Regions from separate parts of the Bos taurus genome. Here region 2 is linked to region 1. The links are chromatin contacts, called in public Hi-C maps. All regions are on one chromosome and are shown on one strand. Each heading gives the region's core, a stretch centred on a gene start, on an enhancer-like site or on the middle of the called end of the contact. The rest is flanking DNA. Distances are from core to core; before and after follow the strand shown. Region 1 holds the start of PYM1 (PYM homolog 1, exon junction complex associated factor). Region 2 holds the start of CD63 (CD63 molecule).

The links. A called contact is a pair of places that touch in the nucleus more often than the background predicts.
Region 2: a contact with region 1 is called in a Hi-C map of skeletal muscle, with 4 times the contacts expected there. The contact joins the promoter of CD63 here to the promoter of PYM1 in region 1. A contact is called at or near these places in 2 of 11 Hi-C or Micro-C datasets (liver and skeletal muscle).

The regions. Positions count from the first base shown.
Region 1 is chr5:57,377,413-57,380,608 of ARS-UCD2.0, reverse strand. PYM1 (PYM homolog 1, exon junction complex associated factor) reads right to left here and starts at 1,673. Exons shown (of 3, transcript NM_001102344.1): 1 at 1,622-1,673. The coding sequence starts at 1,655.
Region 2 is chr5:57,527,295-57,530,490 of ARS-UCD2.0, reverse strand. It overlaps CD63 (CD63 molecule), which reads right to left and starts at 1,532. Exons shown (of 8, transcript NM_205803.1): 1 at 1,496-1,532; 2 at 824-900. The coding sequence starts at 889. LOC101903534 (a long non-coding RNA gene) reads right to left here. Exons shown (of 3, transcript XR_234608.5): 3 at 2,583-3,196.

The DNA.
Region 1 (3,196 bases), core at 424-2,923:
AAGATTCCACATGACACAACCAAAATCCCCTGTGTGGATGCAGCCAAATAAATAATAAATATGTATCTTTAAGTATTCCATAGATGCTAAGTGGAGACACTGAGAAACAGAATGAAATGATATGATACGTCTTGTCCTTGTGGGCAGTGGATGTTGACCCTGAAGTTTTAGAGAAAATGCTACAATTGCATGGCAACATCTTCCAGGAGAATTACAGTGACAGTGGTAGATCAATGATCTGGAAGCAGCAAGGGAAAGCAAAAAAGCAGTGTGATTCCTTCTCTTCTACACGGTCACATGAGAACAGAAGATACCTCTTGGGAGGGTAAGGTGAGATGTCATATCTGAATTTTCATTAAATCAGTTTAAAAAAAACAGTTAATAAATAGAAATGTACTGGACAATGAGTAATATTTTCAAAGCACACATCAAAAGAGGCAAATTGAAGAAGTACCTACTATGTAGAGAGCAAGAGAACTTGTACCACTTTGAAAGGTGATGTTGCAGAGAAGTAGCAGAGACTTGGGTTGTCATTAGATACCATATGAGAGGTGGGTTGAGAAGTAACATGGAAAACAAGAAAAGCAAGAGGCATAAACGTATATTTTAAAACAGACTGCATGTACCAAAGTACACACACACACTCACTGCTATTACAAATACACAATGAGGACTACAAAAAAACAGTAACTCCTTGCCTTGCACAGCATTTTATAAATTGCTTTCACATATACTATCTTATTCGACTGTCACTGAATAGATACGCACATTTTTCCTAAAGATGAGGCAATTAGGATGGGGCATAGCCAAAATGAAAATCTTGATTCCCAATTTTCAACATATCAACCTCACATACACAGCAGACACTTCAGCATCTCAATCAGCCAAGATGGAAAATCTTCTCTGACTAGAAGAAATAGTGGGTTCTATAAACTTGTCAGAGGACTTGAGAGGCCACTAGACACCTTCTCGTTTACCTTCTACCACCTCAGATCCCTCAACTCTTATCACCATCACCAGAGAAGGTACCGAAGGGTGATGGGTGGTGTTATCAAGGAGAGAACTCCAGCTGAAAGTTGTATTAGGTTCCTCTTCTCCTCACACCTCTGGACCTCAGTGAACTAACAATTAAGATGAGGAAGAGTGGAAAAAGAACTATGTAGCAATGAGGAGGTCTCCAACAGATACAGTTTTGATAAATAGTATTTAAAAGGGGCTCCGGTAGGGTAGAAAGCAGGTACACTGAGAGATGGGGGAGGGGAAAAGGGGGGGATCAGGAATTGGAGGGAATTGAGAGTGGAGGCGCCCCCAAGCTGAAGAACCCAAAAGAGATATGGGAGCTCCAAGTGCTGGAGAAAAGCTAAGGGCTCGTGAGGGTCCTGGATCAAGGACCAGCATTGAAGGACCCCAGGGCTTGGGTAACCGGAAGCGGAGACCCCCGAACAAGAGACCAGAAGGGGGCGCAGGTGACACCCCCGTAGGAGAGAATGAATGGGGAAGGCGGTCCGGAGGGCGGGGCAAAGGAGGGGCCCCGGGATGGGCGGGGCACAGACCCCTTTCTAAGTCCGAACCCCTGCCCCGAGAGCCCGGGGAGAAGCGGCTCCGCGACTCCCGCACTCACCGCCGGTCTCGTCAGTTACATAGGGAGTCGCCATCTTGAAAACGCAAACCACTTCCGGCGTGAGCGGGCTGGGGTCCCGCCCCCCTCCCCACCGGAAGTGGAGTCCTGATCGTAACAAGCCACCATTTTAGTCTTAAAGGGAGAGTACACCATTTGGTGGACAGAAGTGAAGGAGGCGGAAAGAAGCTGAAGACTAAAATAAAATAAGAGCTGTAGCCTCTTTTACTGCCATGGATACCAGTATTGGGCGCCTGCTGCGTATTTAGCAGTTGTCTGGGCGCCGAGAGAAGTTCCGAGGCACAGCCCCTATCCCACAGGCACTCTTTCGTCTGTCTAGGACCTGCGGGAGAAAAGGGGGCAAGGCCCACCTGCATCCAGAAGGCGGGGGAGAGGGAAGGCTAGTAAATGAGGAAAAGGATATTCAGGTCCTAGCCTGCGCCCAGGTTCCAGAGCCGCTTGGGGATACGGGGCGGGGCAGGCAAACTCCGGGAACGCACTGGGGCGCACCAGTGTTGGGGGCGAACGCAAGACCCCAACTGACCCTCTCTTAGAAGGTGGGCAGGTAGAAATCGCGCGCCGATTGCCCTTGGCCGCTCAGCTCAACCCTCCCGAGAGAGACGCGCGCGAGAGAGACGTGCAAAGCCGAGGGCGCTGCCTGTCGGTCATTTGTCCCCGCAGCTACAGGGTTGCCGGCGACTTCTACGGCTGAGAAGGCGCGGTGGGCGGGCGGGGCGAATAGCCCCGGCCTGGCCCTGCCCCTGGGGCGGCCCCAGGGACTCGGGCGGCGAAGTGACGACGCCCAAGTTTGCTCTGGCTTTCGACCCGGGAACCTCCTCGGGCTCGCCCCTGGGTCAGAGGGTGAGGTGAAGGCTGCTGGGCGGACCCAATTAGTATTCTAATTAACCTCGGCCAAGTCTCAGCGCTCTGGGGATCCAAATCCGGGCAAAACGCCAATAATCCGAGCCGCACATTCACTCCCTTTGCAGCCCTGCCCGGCCCCGTGTCTCCCTTTTCTTTAGAGGAACCCAAATGTTCTCCCTCCCCCGCTTTTTTCGGCAGCTCTTGTTCCTTCAGGGCTAAGTCCTGCTAAACTCGTTTCCCCCGCAGCTTGGGAGGGGCCGGCTACAGGTTCCTCTCCCCTCCTCAGGTGTCTGCCCGGCCCTCCCTCACCCCCCGTGTTGTTTTTTCCTCATCAACAGTTTTATCTTCCTCCAAATCCCCAGTTTGGCCTAGGTTAATGTCCAACAGAAAAAGTGACCACCTCCAACACTAGGCTGCATGTCCCACTTTAAAAAAAAAACAAAAACCAGCTGAGAGCAATGGCTGACTAGGAATTTACTAAAGCTTTGAAATAAAGCTTCTGAAGTTTTATGGGGTCACAGCTTGCCTTCTCTCCCGTACGCCACCTTCCTGACTTCCACCAGAGGCCCAGCTCAGAAAATCTCAAAAAGACTCGTGTAAAAATACATTCAATACATAATCATTGCAAGTGTTCTAACACTGCCATCCTTAACCCTTGCCCCTTTCACCAATCGTTCTTCAGCCCTGCTGGATCTCCTTTCTATAACCCTGTTA
Region 2 (3,196 bases), core at 283-2,782, 150 kb before region 1:
GGCTGACCCATCCTTGCCCCACAGTGAGGGCTAGGCAAACTGTTCAAGGCTCTCTGGGAGAAAGCCGTCAGGAGGAACCACACCTTCCTTCAAGCAATTTCTCACCAAATGCAAAAAAAGAGAAGTTTCCAGTAAGCCTTGATCCCAGGACACACATGCCTCACAAAGAGCAATGCTTCCTTTGAGCCTCTTCCTATGCGCCTCCAGGGCTCCCAGAATTGCCTTCACTATCCTCATCAGTGACCACATCCTCACCAGCTGTGAGGAGGGCTCCTCAGGCCTCCTGGGCCTGGGAGAAGGGAGGGGTTTTAAAGGGGTCAAAGTGGCCGGTCCCTCCCTGTACAAACAGTAGCCTCTCAAGCCAGGAGCCCAGGACTGGAGCGATAGAGATGGGCAGAGCCCTTACCCACCCCAAGCGGCCGCGAGGGGTGATGAGGGAATGAAGAGGGATGAAGGAGTGGCGGGAGAGAAAGAACAGAGAAGCGGGGAGCAGAGGCGAGGCGCAGAGCTGCGATAGTATCAGAACAGGCAGTTGGCTGGTTGCCCCACTGCCCCATATCACAGGAGGCTGGGTCACCAGACAGGAAGGGCCCGGAGGGCTTACGGAGAAGGAGACCGGCCTTTGTCGGCCCAAACCAGCCTCAAAGTTTCCCGAAAGCTGGAGGAAGGGACGGCCGCGCTGGCTTCGGCTGTAGCCCGGGCTTTTTCCTCCCACATCTGGTCTCCAGCTGCCTTCATTGTTGGCCGCTCACCCCTCATCCCTCCGGAGCCAGGTCGCCCCGCACCCTGCCAGCGCGCCGCGCCGGCCCCGCTCCCCACTCACGCAGAAGACCAGCAGGAGAACGTAGAGCAGAAACTTGACACATTTCATTCCTCCTTCCACCGCCATGGCTGCCTGGCCTGGGGCAGAGGGGCGGGCGGGGGGATCAGAACCGGTCGAGGCGGGATCTCGCTTTCCGAGCTCCCCGCCGGCCCTCGAGACCTCCCCTGAGCCGCCCCCATTCCCGGCCCCTCCCACCCGGAAACCCGCGGTCAGATCCACGTCTTCCAGCCTCCTCCTCTACCCGCAGAAGAGAGGTGGGGGCGCCCGCAGCCCAGCCCGGACCCCGCCCCGCGGCCTCGCGGGGCCCTGGACCCACCCGAGGGCGCTGGCAGCGGCCAGGACCGAACGCCTACCCTCGGCCCTCCAGCCTCCAGGTGTTAAACACCCCTCTCCATTAAACCAGTCACGGAAAACTCTCCTCAGCCCCAGCCCGACCCCCGAGACCTTTCCCCTGGGTTCTGATCACCGACGAACAGAAGTGCGGCCGGCGTCCCCGCACCCCAGCCCGTCCCGGGCCTCCCGAACTTCACCAAGTTGAAAAGTTGCGGGGGCCTCGGAAGCGGCGGGGAGCGCGGCAGATCTGCGGAGGCCTGGGGCGAGCCCCCGAGCTGGGGGCGACCCGTGACCCCCTCCCCACTCCCCGCCGCAGCCTCTAGGGTCCCGCGGCCTCACCTGGGCTCCCGGAGGCTGTGTGCTGCTCTCCCGCCGCTGCTCAGGGGCTCTCTAGCTGCACCCCCTGGCTCCGGCCCCGCCCGGCGCGCGGCTCCGCCCCGGCTCCAGCCACAGCCCCCTCCCCCGACGAGTGGCCTCCAGCCTGCCTCATGTGACGGGGGAACAGCTGCGGCCTGAGTCACTGGGCTCATATGGGGAAGGCCAAGCCCCCCGCCCGGTCGAGGTCACGTGGCCCCCGCCCGGAGACAGCGCCCACCCCCACCAAGCGAGGGCACCAAGGGCAGGACCTCGGGGTGCCTGAGGCCCTTTTGGCGCCCCCAGAAAGGGGCCACCTCGGGGTAGGAGAGCGGGACCCGGCGCCGCCTAGATCTTTCTGGCTCAGGGAAAGGGAGGAGACATGTGAAAGCTAAAGGAGGGAGAAGCCGCCCGGAGTTACTCTCTGAGCGCCGGGTCGGGCTGCAGAGCTGAGGCGAGATGACCAGATGGTCTTCAGAAGGCCTCCTCATCCTCCACCCAGAGCCCACCCTCTTCCTCTCGCTCCAACTCCTTTCCAGCCCCCGACCCCTGCCCCAGAGTCAACAGGGAACTGCTGGCTCTCTGGGATCTGGTGGGCCCAGAATAAACTTTAAGAAAGGCCCCAGCCTCAGAGCCTCCAGCGTTCTAGAGTGGGTGTTCCTGTACCCGTCTCTTAACCCCTCCTCCGTTTTCTGGAGCTCCAAAGTAATGAGCCGAGAAGTGGAGGAAGCCCTTCCCAGCACCATGTCACCCAGCCAATCAAAACACGTCAGAGTCAGGCTCCTCCTTCTGCGGGAGGGTGGCCGAGGTGGCCTCCCACCCCTCTGGGATCTCCCTGTTGCGATGGAGGTTTGGGGGCGACCCTCACGCGGGCATGGCATATATACCCTGGATTGCCCCATCGCATCCTGGTGGACAGCCCAGAGGGCAAGGCCAAGAGAGGACTGGAAGGTGAGGGGGTGGTCTCAAGCTGCCTCCCTCCCTGTGAGCCATGGTGGTCCCCAGGAGCTATGTAAACAGTTCAAGAGCATAACCAGCCACTACAACCTGCCCCCACCCGCCCGCCCCCGCAACCCCGCCTGGGCCCCGCCCCTCAGATTCTTCTCAGCCAGCCTGAAGAACCATTTCCTGAGCCTCAGTACATGTCAAGGAAGGAAAGAAACTAAGAGCAAAAGGAAGGCCATCTGGGCTGGGCTGAGAACCAGCTTCCAGGATCACAATCTTCCAGTAAGACACACCGAGGCCCTTGTGGACCTGGCGTGCCTGCATGCCTGCTAAGTCGCTTCAGTCCTGTCCAACCCTGTGCAACCCCATGGACTGGAGCCCACTAGGCTCTTCTGTCCATGGCACTCTCCAAGCAAGAACACTGGAGTGGATCGCCATGTCCTTCTCCACTTCTGGACTTTGTTTCCCAGTTATCACTGCAGGTGAGCTGTGAAGGAGGAACCAAGATGCTGAAGTAAGGAGTATTCATCTGTTTCTGCCAGCCATGTGCTGGGCACAGGGCCAGTGTGGCAAGAGAATTGGTGGCCCCGTGCTGTGCCAGCAGGCAGAAGCAAGCCCACGCTGTGAACAGAGGCAGAAACCCCTGGTGGCAGCTGGATGAGCTCAGAGGGAGGGACGGGTGGTGCCTCTGCCCCAGAGAAAAACAAAAAAGAATGAATTTCACCGAGGTGCTTGGTGCTC